Linked DNA regions of Sus scrofa: region 1 is linked to region 2. A link is a contact called in public Hi-C data. All regions are on one chromosome and are shown on one strand. The core of a region is the stretch at or near the end of the contact, and the rest is flanking DNA. Distances in the headings are between cores, read along the strand shown. Region 1 has its middle 51 kb from the start of MIR365-1. Region 2 overlaps PARN (poly(A)-specific ribonuclease PARN).

Evidence for each region. A called contact is a pair of places that touch in the nucleus more often than the background predicts.
Region 1: a Hi-C map of embryonic fibroblasts shows a contact between it and region 2, with 2.1 times the contacts expected there. The contact joins two enhancer-like sites. A contact is called at or near these places in 4 of 47 Hi-C or Micro-C datasets (embryonic fibroblasts, fetal heart ventricle and skeletal muscle).

Annotation. Positions count from the first base shown.
Region 1 is chr3:28,855,433-28,859,035 of Sscrofa11.1, reverse strand. No RefSeq gene overlaps it. Among named protein-coding and RNA genes, the nearest start is that of MIR365-1, 51 kb to the left of the region's middle. Within about 2 kb of position 1,370, at least 29 of the 83 cell types and tissues checked have an H3K27ac peak or open chromatin away from gene starts, as enhancers often do. A contact at or near this core is called in embryonic fibroblasts, where this site is marked.
Region 2 is chr3:28,721,842-28,726,025 of Sscrofa11.1, reverse strand. The region is part of intron 21 of PARN (poly(A)-specific ribonuclease PARN); the gene reads right to left. Among named protein-coding and RNA genes, the nearest start is that of PARN, 110 kb to the right of the region's middle. Within about 2 kb of position 2,330, at least 8 of the 83 cell types and tissues checked have an H3K27ac peak or open chromatin away from gene starts, as enhancers often do. A contact at or near this core is called in embryonic fibroblasts, where this site is marked.

The sequences.
Region 1 (3,603 bases), core at 121-2,620, 130 kb before region 2:
GGAAAAAAGCAGCAGAGGGAGCCCGCCAGGAGGTGACAAAACAAGACTGCAAGATTCAGAGGGCCGTGGGGATGCAGGAACCCCTGTCTGGTCCCCTCAACTTCTGTGCATTTTTGAAATTTTCCATCACAAAGATATTAAATTAAGAATGTTGCTATGCCTGAGTGGGCTCACGTAAGCCCAGACACCGGCGAGCAGGCATGCACCCGGGGCCCTGACTCACACCCGCTCTGAGCCCAGGAACCCTTCCAGACACAGCTGTCCGTGTATACATGTGCATTAAAGGAAACAAATAACGCTTAACCACCGTTGTGGAATCCAGCCACGCCAGGTCGCACGTTTGTCAGGCCATCTGCAGGGCGGGGTCCAAAGGGGATCCAAGGGCTGTTCTGAACTCCCAAAAAGAATGTTCTGGAAAGTAGGGGGTGGGGGATGGCTGAGGGGGCTCCTAATGGGGAAGGGTTTGGGGAGGGGGAGACTGCCAAGAAGGGGTTAAATCCACAGCAGTTCCCCAGAGTCTGGGAGCTGGGGAGGAGGTGGCTCCTAGACAAGCAGAGGCTGGGGATGGGGTGGTCCCTCAGTGCACCCTGGGGGTGGGAATGGCTGTGCCAGTGCATCCTGGCCAAGCCCTTCAATGGCATTATTATTCCGAGACTTTTTTTTTTTTTTTTTTTGTCTTTTTTTAAGGGCCATACCTGCGGCATATAGAGGTTCCCAGGCTAAGTAAGGGTAGAATCAGAGCTGCAGCTGCCGGCCTACACCACAGCCACAGCGACAAGGGATCCAAGCCATGTCTGTGACCTATGGGACAGCTCAGGGCAACACCAGATCCTTAACCCACTGAGGGAGGCCAGGGACCAAACCCACGTCCTTGTGGATACTAGTCAGGTTCTTAACCCACTGAGCCACAAAGGGAACTCCCTCAAGAGATTTTTTTTTTTTTTCTTAAATGATGGCTTGATCTTGGTGGCCCACTTCCTGCTCTGAACCTCAGTTTCATCAACTGAAAAATGGGTTGAAAGTGGCACAAAGCTCACAGGGTGGCCGCAGCCATGCACAGAGCTGACTGCATGACACCGCACGAAGAACCCCGTGCAAATTATATCCTTCAATAATCAGCACTTCTAAACGGTTACCACCCCACTTGCCAGATAAGAGACCAAGGCACAGAGACGTTGAGAAACTTGCCCAAGGTCACACAGTGTTAGACTGAGGAACGGGTGATTCAAACAGTGAGTGCTAGGCCCTCCGCACGGAAATGCTATTTATGGGAATGATTTTAAGTTTGAAAGCATGTTCATAGTTGAAGCATGAGTTGGGAGGGAAATACAGGGGAGGAAATGCCTCTCTGTTCCCACTTGAAGACCTGCCACCCGCTGGGCTGGGAAGGTGACTGCAAGGCTCAGCTAGCCCAGTCCTCAGGCCCCAGCCCCCACCCAGGCTAAAGACTGGCATCCACACAAAAAAAGGACCAGTCAGACCTGACCAGTTGCAGTGGGGAGCAGGGAGGGGGCCCCCCGCCAGCCCACCACAGTGCCTGGCCTTCTCAACATCACACGGGAACAAGGGAACAGCAGCGGGAACTTCATGATGGAAGGGAGGATGTCTGCCAGGTAACTCAGAAACAACGCCTGCTTACTCATCACTGTGGGACCCAGCCTCGGCTTTCCGCTCTGTACAATGGGGCCCGCGGGCTGGGCTGGGGGCGGGGCTGGCAAGGCAGCCACGCCCACCACGGCCCGCAGCCCTCGAGGACTTTCCCAGCAGAGAAGGCCACACCCAGCAAGACACAAGGGCAGGTGTGCAAGGAGAAAGAAGCTGCTGGAAGCATCTAGAAGTGACTCCAGCACCGGAAGCGGCTGGGGGGAGGGGCTGCACGTGGCTGCCACTCCGCCCGCTCCGGACCCCGCCTCCGTAGTGGAGGCAGGGCAGACCCCAGACTGGAAATGACAACTTGGACCCAACAAGCGCCTTCTGCAAAGTCTGGAGGGGCTCTGGTTTCCCCAGACACTGTCAGCACAGGATGCTGAGTCACCGAGAACCCTGGTCAGTGGTTATGAGTGAGGAGGATAGAGCCTGCCGGCAGGCGAGGGAATGTGCAGGGATAGCAATGCCCTGGGGACCGTCCCGAGGCCTCCCTGCCTCCCACGCGTCCAGGAAGGAGGCTTCTGACAGGAGGTGCCCCCGGCTGGGGTGGAAAGCCTTCAATTACCACTGACAACAGCCTTCCGGCCGCCTTTATGGTGCAGTTTATGGAGCGTCTGTCCAGACATGAAGAGCTTCCTCACGGGATGAAAGGTCAGCCGGAAGGGCGTGATGGGGCAGGGGATGGAGACAGCCTGGGAGAAGGCGACAGATCCACGGCACGTCATCATGAGAAGCCCTGGAAGACCCGTCTAGGCTGGAGGCTGGTGCGCGCCACCTTCCAACCTGTGCCCACTGCCTGGGCTCAAGTCTCGTCGGCACCTGGCGGGGGTGGGGCAGGGTGACCACAACTCCCTGGGCTGCTGGTACACCTTGTCCCCTCCAAGTCCCCACTTTGGCCTCATGGCTCCCCTAATGTGGCACCCTATTGGCTCCAGCAGGAACCGTACACTCACATTCCTCCAGGGATGAGGCTGAGGACCAAAGAGCGAAAGGAGGCTGGTGGGAAACAATAGGGAGTGGTGGAGACTGTGGACAAGGGGAACTCACAGGCCCGGGATGTGGCAGCTGTCACTCAACTCAAAACTGGTGCCTGTCAGATGGGCATGTGGGTCCAGGGCTGCCAGAGCTTTCCCTTGTTCAAACTAGTCTGAATTCTGGATTGCTTTAAATCCTGATTTCTAAACATTGCAATTCTAAAAAAAAAAAAAAAAAAAAAAAAAAAAAAAAAAAAACCTGCATATGTGCACAGAGAAAGAAATCTAGTGCTGTAGAAGCTACACAAAGCCCACCTACGGCTGGCTCTGCCCCTCGTCCTCAGATGAAGAGAAGCCCTGGTGACCGGCCTCTGGCCACCTCCCCAGGTCCCTCTTTCCCTCTTCTCCCGCCCTCCTGAAGTAGCAGCAGCTCCCCCAGACACTGCCAGTAGGTTCTAGCTGCCTCCACTCCCCCTCACCCTGGGAACTTTGCTTCACACACAGCATCCCTGAGCTTCCCAGCAGGAGGGGCCTCAGTTCCCTGGGGCCTCCAAGGGCCTCTACTGAAAGCTTGCAGCACACGGGACTGAAGTTAGCCCCTTCCTCCATTCTAAGCCACTGGGAGACAAATATATACATGTGTATGTAGTTATATATATATAACATAATAATATGTGTTTGTATGTATGTATATAACATAACCACTATATCTACTGGGTCAAGTCCCAACCCATCCCCAAGACCTGCGGGTCCAGTATGATGTGGCCCCTGGCAACCTCAGCCTCGCTGAATGTTCCCCCCATCCTCATTTCCCTCTGCAACAGCCTCACTGACCCTCTTTCACCTCCCTCCTGCCTCAGGACCTTTGCACGTGCCGTTCTCTCTGCCTAGAATGCTTTCCCAGCAGACCTTGCCGTGGCTTGAGCTGAGGGTATGGGTGGGTGGGGAGCACACGTTTGTTTCTAAGCTGACCTCAGCCTTC
Region 2 (4,184 bases), core at 1,081-3,580:
AAATTACAAAGATAAACTCATGGAGGATAACATGAGAAAAAAATGGAGGAGAATGTGAGAAAAAGAATGTACATATATGTGTACATATTTATATATATGTGTGTGTATACACACACACACAAAGGTATGACTAGGTCACTATACTGTACAGCAGAAACTGACAGAACACTGTAAATCAACTATAACAGAAAAAATAAAAATCTTTAATAAAAAAGACAAACTCATATTATCGTCATCCTTATAATTTAAACCCCACAAAAATGAAGCCCAAATACTTGGTTGAATAGCACTAATATTTAAGAGCATCTGAAAAGCATTTTTATTTGTAATATTAATAGAAGTGTTAGGGTAAAACGTATTAAATTAAAGAGATTTTTATAGCTGGAGCAAAAAAAAAAAAAAAGACTACAGAAGCAACTACTTCAGGTAGAAACCTGCTTCATACACATAAAAGTGCATTTCCCAACTCTTGGGAGAGGGTGAAATATTTTTCTATTCCTTAAGGAAAAAATATTTTGGCCCTGAACTTCTTTAAAGAAAGAAGAATTTGGAGTTCCTGTTGTGGCTCAGCAGAAACCAATCTGACTAGGATCCATGAGGACGTAGGTTCCATCCCTGGTCTCACTCGGTGGGTTAAATAAGGATCTGGGGTTGCTGTGAACTGTGGTGTAGGTAGAAGACGCATCTCGGATCTGGTGTGGCTGCGGCTGTGGCAGAGGCTGGCAGCTGAAACTCCAATTCAACCCCTAGTTTGGGAACCTCCACAGGCCACAGGTGCGGCCCTAAAAAAAAAAAAAAAAAAAAAAAAAAAAAAAAAAAAAAAACAGAGAGAAACCAGGGAGTTAATATGATATCCCAAGAAAACAATGACAAAAACACGAGGTGGAAACATTTTTCTTTGGAAGAGATTCCCTGACACCCGATGATTCAATTTAACCTGCTTAGGATTGCTGCGGGCTTTCCAGGCATCTCTGCAGCCTAAGAGTCTCCCCACGGGGGGAACAAATATCCGGGGGGCTGGAAGAAGGGGTCCCACCTTGGAGGAAAAGGAAAAGGTCAGAGCCACTTCCAAAGCGGGGGTCACCCGCTTCACCAAACAAACCTCGATGAGAGCTGCAGGGAAACCGAGTCAACCATCCTGTTCTCCTGAAACTGGCAACTGCCAGCCAGGGAGGCTCTTTACATCAATACACAGGCCACAGTCAACGGGACCAGGGCTGTATTTTGCTAACATTTTCACAAATTCTTGAGAAAAAAAAAAAAAAGAAGGCTGGGAACACTGTCTCCTTACAGATAATTAAGTGCCTGTCTAGAACCCTGAATTATGTTGAGGTTTATAAAGATTCACTTTTTTTAAGCACAAGGAGAAAGATGAACTGCATGATATGAAGAAGATGATCAAGGCCTTAAAGAGAAGGAAAACAATTGCTTCCTGAAAGTGACAAATAAGGAAACCCAACCCTTGAGCCGGGCTTTAGTTTGCTAATTTGTGATGCTGCTGCTCCAAAGACCACAGCGGGTCACGGCCTTTGAAACCCAGATCTCCACTGACAACCTCAGACGGCACAGCAGCAGCCGACCACCTCGCTCCCACCACCCTGGACAGGCAATGCTGATCAGCTGGCCAAGCTTGCTCATAGGCTGTGCTACACCACGAAGGAGGAAAGTCAGAGGAAATCTACACAGACAGCAGAAAATGTAGAAAAGAATTGGGCCGCAGAGGGAGAAAAAAAAAAAAAAAATTCACCCATGTCAAAAGCTCTGAATGCTACCCAACCATGGGATTGCTCAAAAAAAGGTCGTTTCTGGACCATTTCCCCTTCTTACGAGTCCCAAGAACACACAAAAAATCAGATCACAAGTTCTTACTCTTCTGTTATCACCAATCTATACAGGTATTTCCTTTAAATTGTACATTAGCTTTCCTTCAAAAAAATTTTTTTAAATTCACTGCTAGCTCAAACCTTAGAGCACAGAGCTGGCTTATCTACCGAATTGACACAGGGTGATAAGTCCAAGGTTCCATTATCTTGTAAAGGTCAAGGATGAAACAACTTGGCCTGTTCTTGGGACACAGTCTGTACCCCAAGCCCTTAATGCCCTGCACAGAAATGAATGCTGTTGACAAAAGAGAGGGAAAGGCAGTCCGGACACAGAAATACAAATCCATTCCAACGGCTGCGAAAACCCCAAGCCACATCCTATTTGATGGCTCATTGAAAAAAAAAAAAAAAAAAATTATGTGGGCAAGCAGCAGACAAATTCCAGCACTAGTCAGAGAGGGTAGCTAATAATACATAACACATAATTTAAGTTTGAATCAACATGTTGAAATCATGACCAAAAAATGAGACCGAGATATCTTTGGCTCTTCTCTGCCTCCTGAATGAGTAGGCTTAACACATTCAAGTTCAGATCCATGCACTGAGAGGGTTAGAGGCATCTATAAAGTAATTCTGAAAAGGCTTTAGGATCTAAAAATAAGTGATTTTTCTGCTGTACAGTAGAAATTGGTAGAATATTGTAAATGAACTACAACAGAATAAAAATCTTAAAAGAAATAAAAATAAAGAGAAATAGAAATAAATGATTTTCTTTTCTTCTCCTGGAAGGCGCTAAGTTGAAAAGCCATTAATTGTGTACAAAACCCTGTAAGGTCACGTTATCTTCCACGCTGGAGGCAGGAGCTGCCATTTAGTGGATCATTCCTAAGTGCCACGCCGGAGCCAAACGTGGTACCAACCATCATCTCCCTCGACCTCCTCCATCCCGGGAGGCCTGCAAGTGGGGCCTCCATGAGGAGGAGGTTCACTGGTTCGCTACAGGTGGATGCGCTAAGAACTACTTCAGCTTCCTTTGCCACAGGAGGAAACCTAGGCTCAGGAAAGCCTGGATAAGCAACTGGCCAACGCCAGTTATGTGTTGTAAGAACCAGGCTCCAGAAACCAAAGTGAGGCCACGGAATGCCAAAAATGCCTGCTCTTTCCATTCCGTCTTAGGGCCTCTGATACCTCTTTTAATCCATACATTTCTATAAAACTTCACTTTCCAGGTGAGGCTAGCAATAAGAGCAGTCATCTTATTCATTTTAAAGGTTTCTTTCTCTTTTTAATCATTTAACTAAAGTAAATGCTTCTCGATAATAACTCTTATCAAAGTACCTTAACATAATAACGCCATTTATGACAAACCCACAGCCAATATAATACTCTGCGGAGAAAAGGTGAAAGCCTGACTGCTAAAATCTGGAGCAAGACAAGGATGCCCACTCTCACCACTTTTATTCAACATGGTATTGGAAGTCCTAGCCGCAACAATCAGACAAACAAAAGAAATAAAAGGCATCCAAACTGGAGGAGAAGAGGTAAAATTGTCACTCTACGTAGATGACATGACACTATATACAGAAAACCCTAAGGACTCCACTCTCCACCTTACTCGAACTGATCAATGAACTTGGCAAAGTAGCAGGATACAAGATTAACATTCAGAAATTGGTTGCATTTCTGCATACTAACAATGAAATATTAGAATAGGAACACAACACCTTTTAAAATTGCACCCCAAAAAACTAAATACCTAGGAATAAAACTGACCAAGGAGGTGAAAGACTTCTATAAGAGAACTATAAAACATTAATCGAGGAAATTATAGAGGATTCAAAGAAATGGAAAGATATTCCATGTTCCTGGATTGGAAGGATTAATACTGTAAAAATGGCCATACTACCCAAAGCAATCTACAGATTCAATGTAATCCCTATCAAATTACCCATGACATTTTTCACAGAACTACAGCAAACAATCCAAAAATGTATATGGAACCATAAAAGACCCAGAATTGCCAAAGCAATGCTGAGAAACAAAAACCAAGCAGGAGGCATAACTCTCCCAGGTTTCAGACAATATTACAAAGCTATAGTAATCAAGACAGTGTGGTACTGGTACCAAAACAGACATACAGAGAACCCAGAAATAAACCCACACACCTACAGTCAATTCATCTTCAATAAAGGAGGCAAGAATATAAAATGGGAAAAACACAGTCTCTTCAGCAAGTGGTACTGGGAAAACTGAACAACTGCATGTAAATCAATGAAACCAAAACATACCCTCACACCATGCACAAAAATAAACTCCAAATGGCTTAAAGACTTAAGACAAGACACCATCAGACTCCTAGAA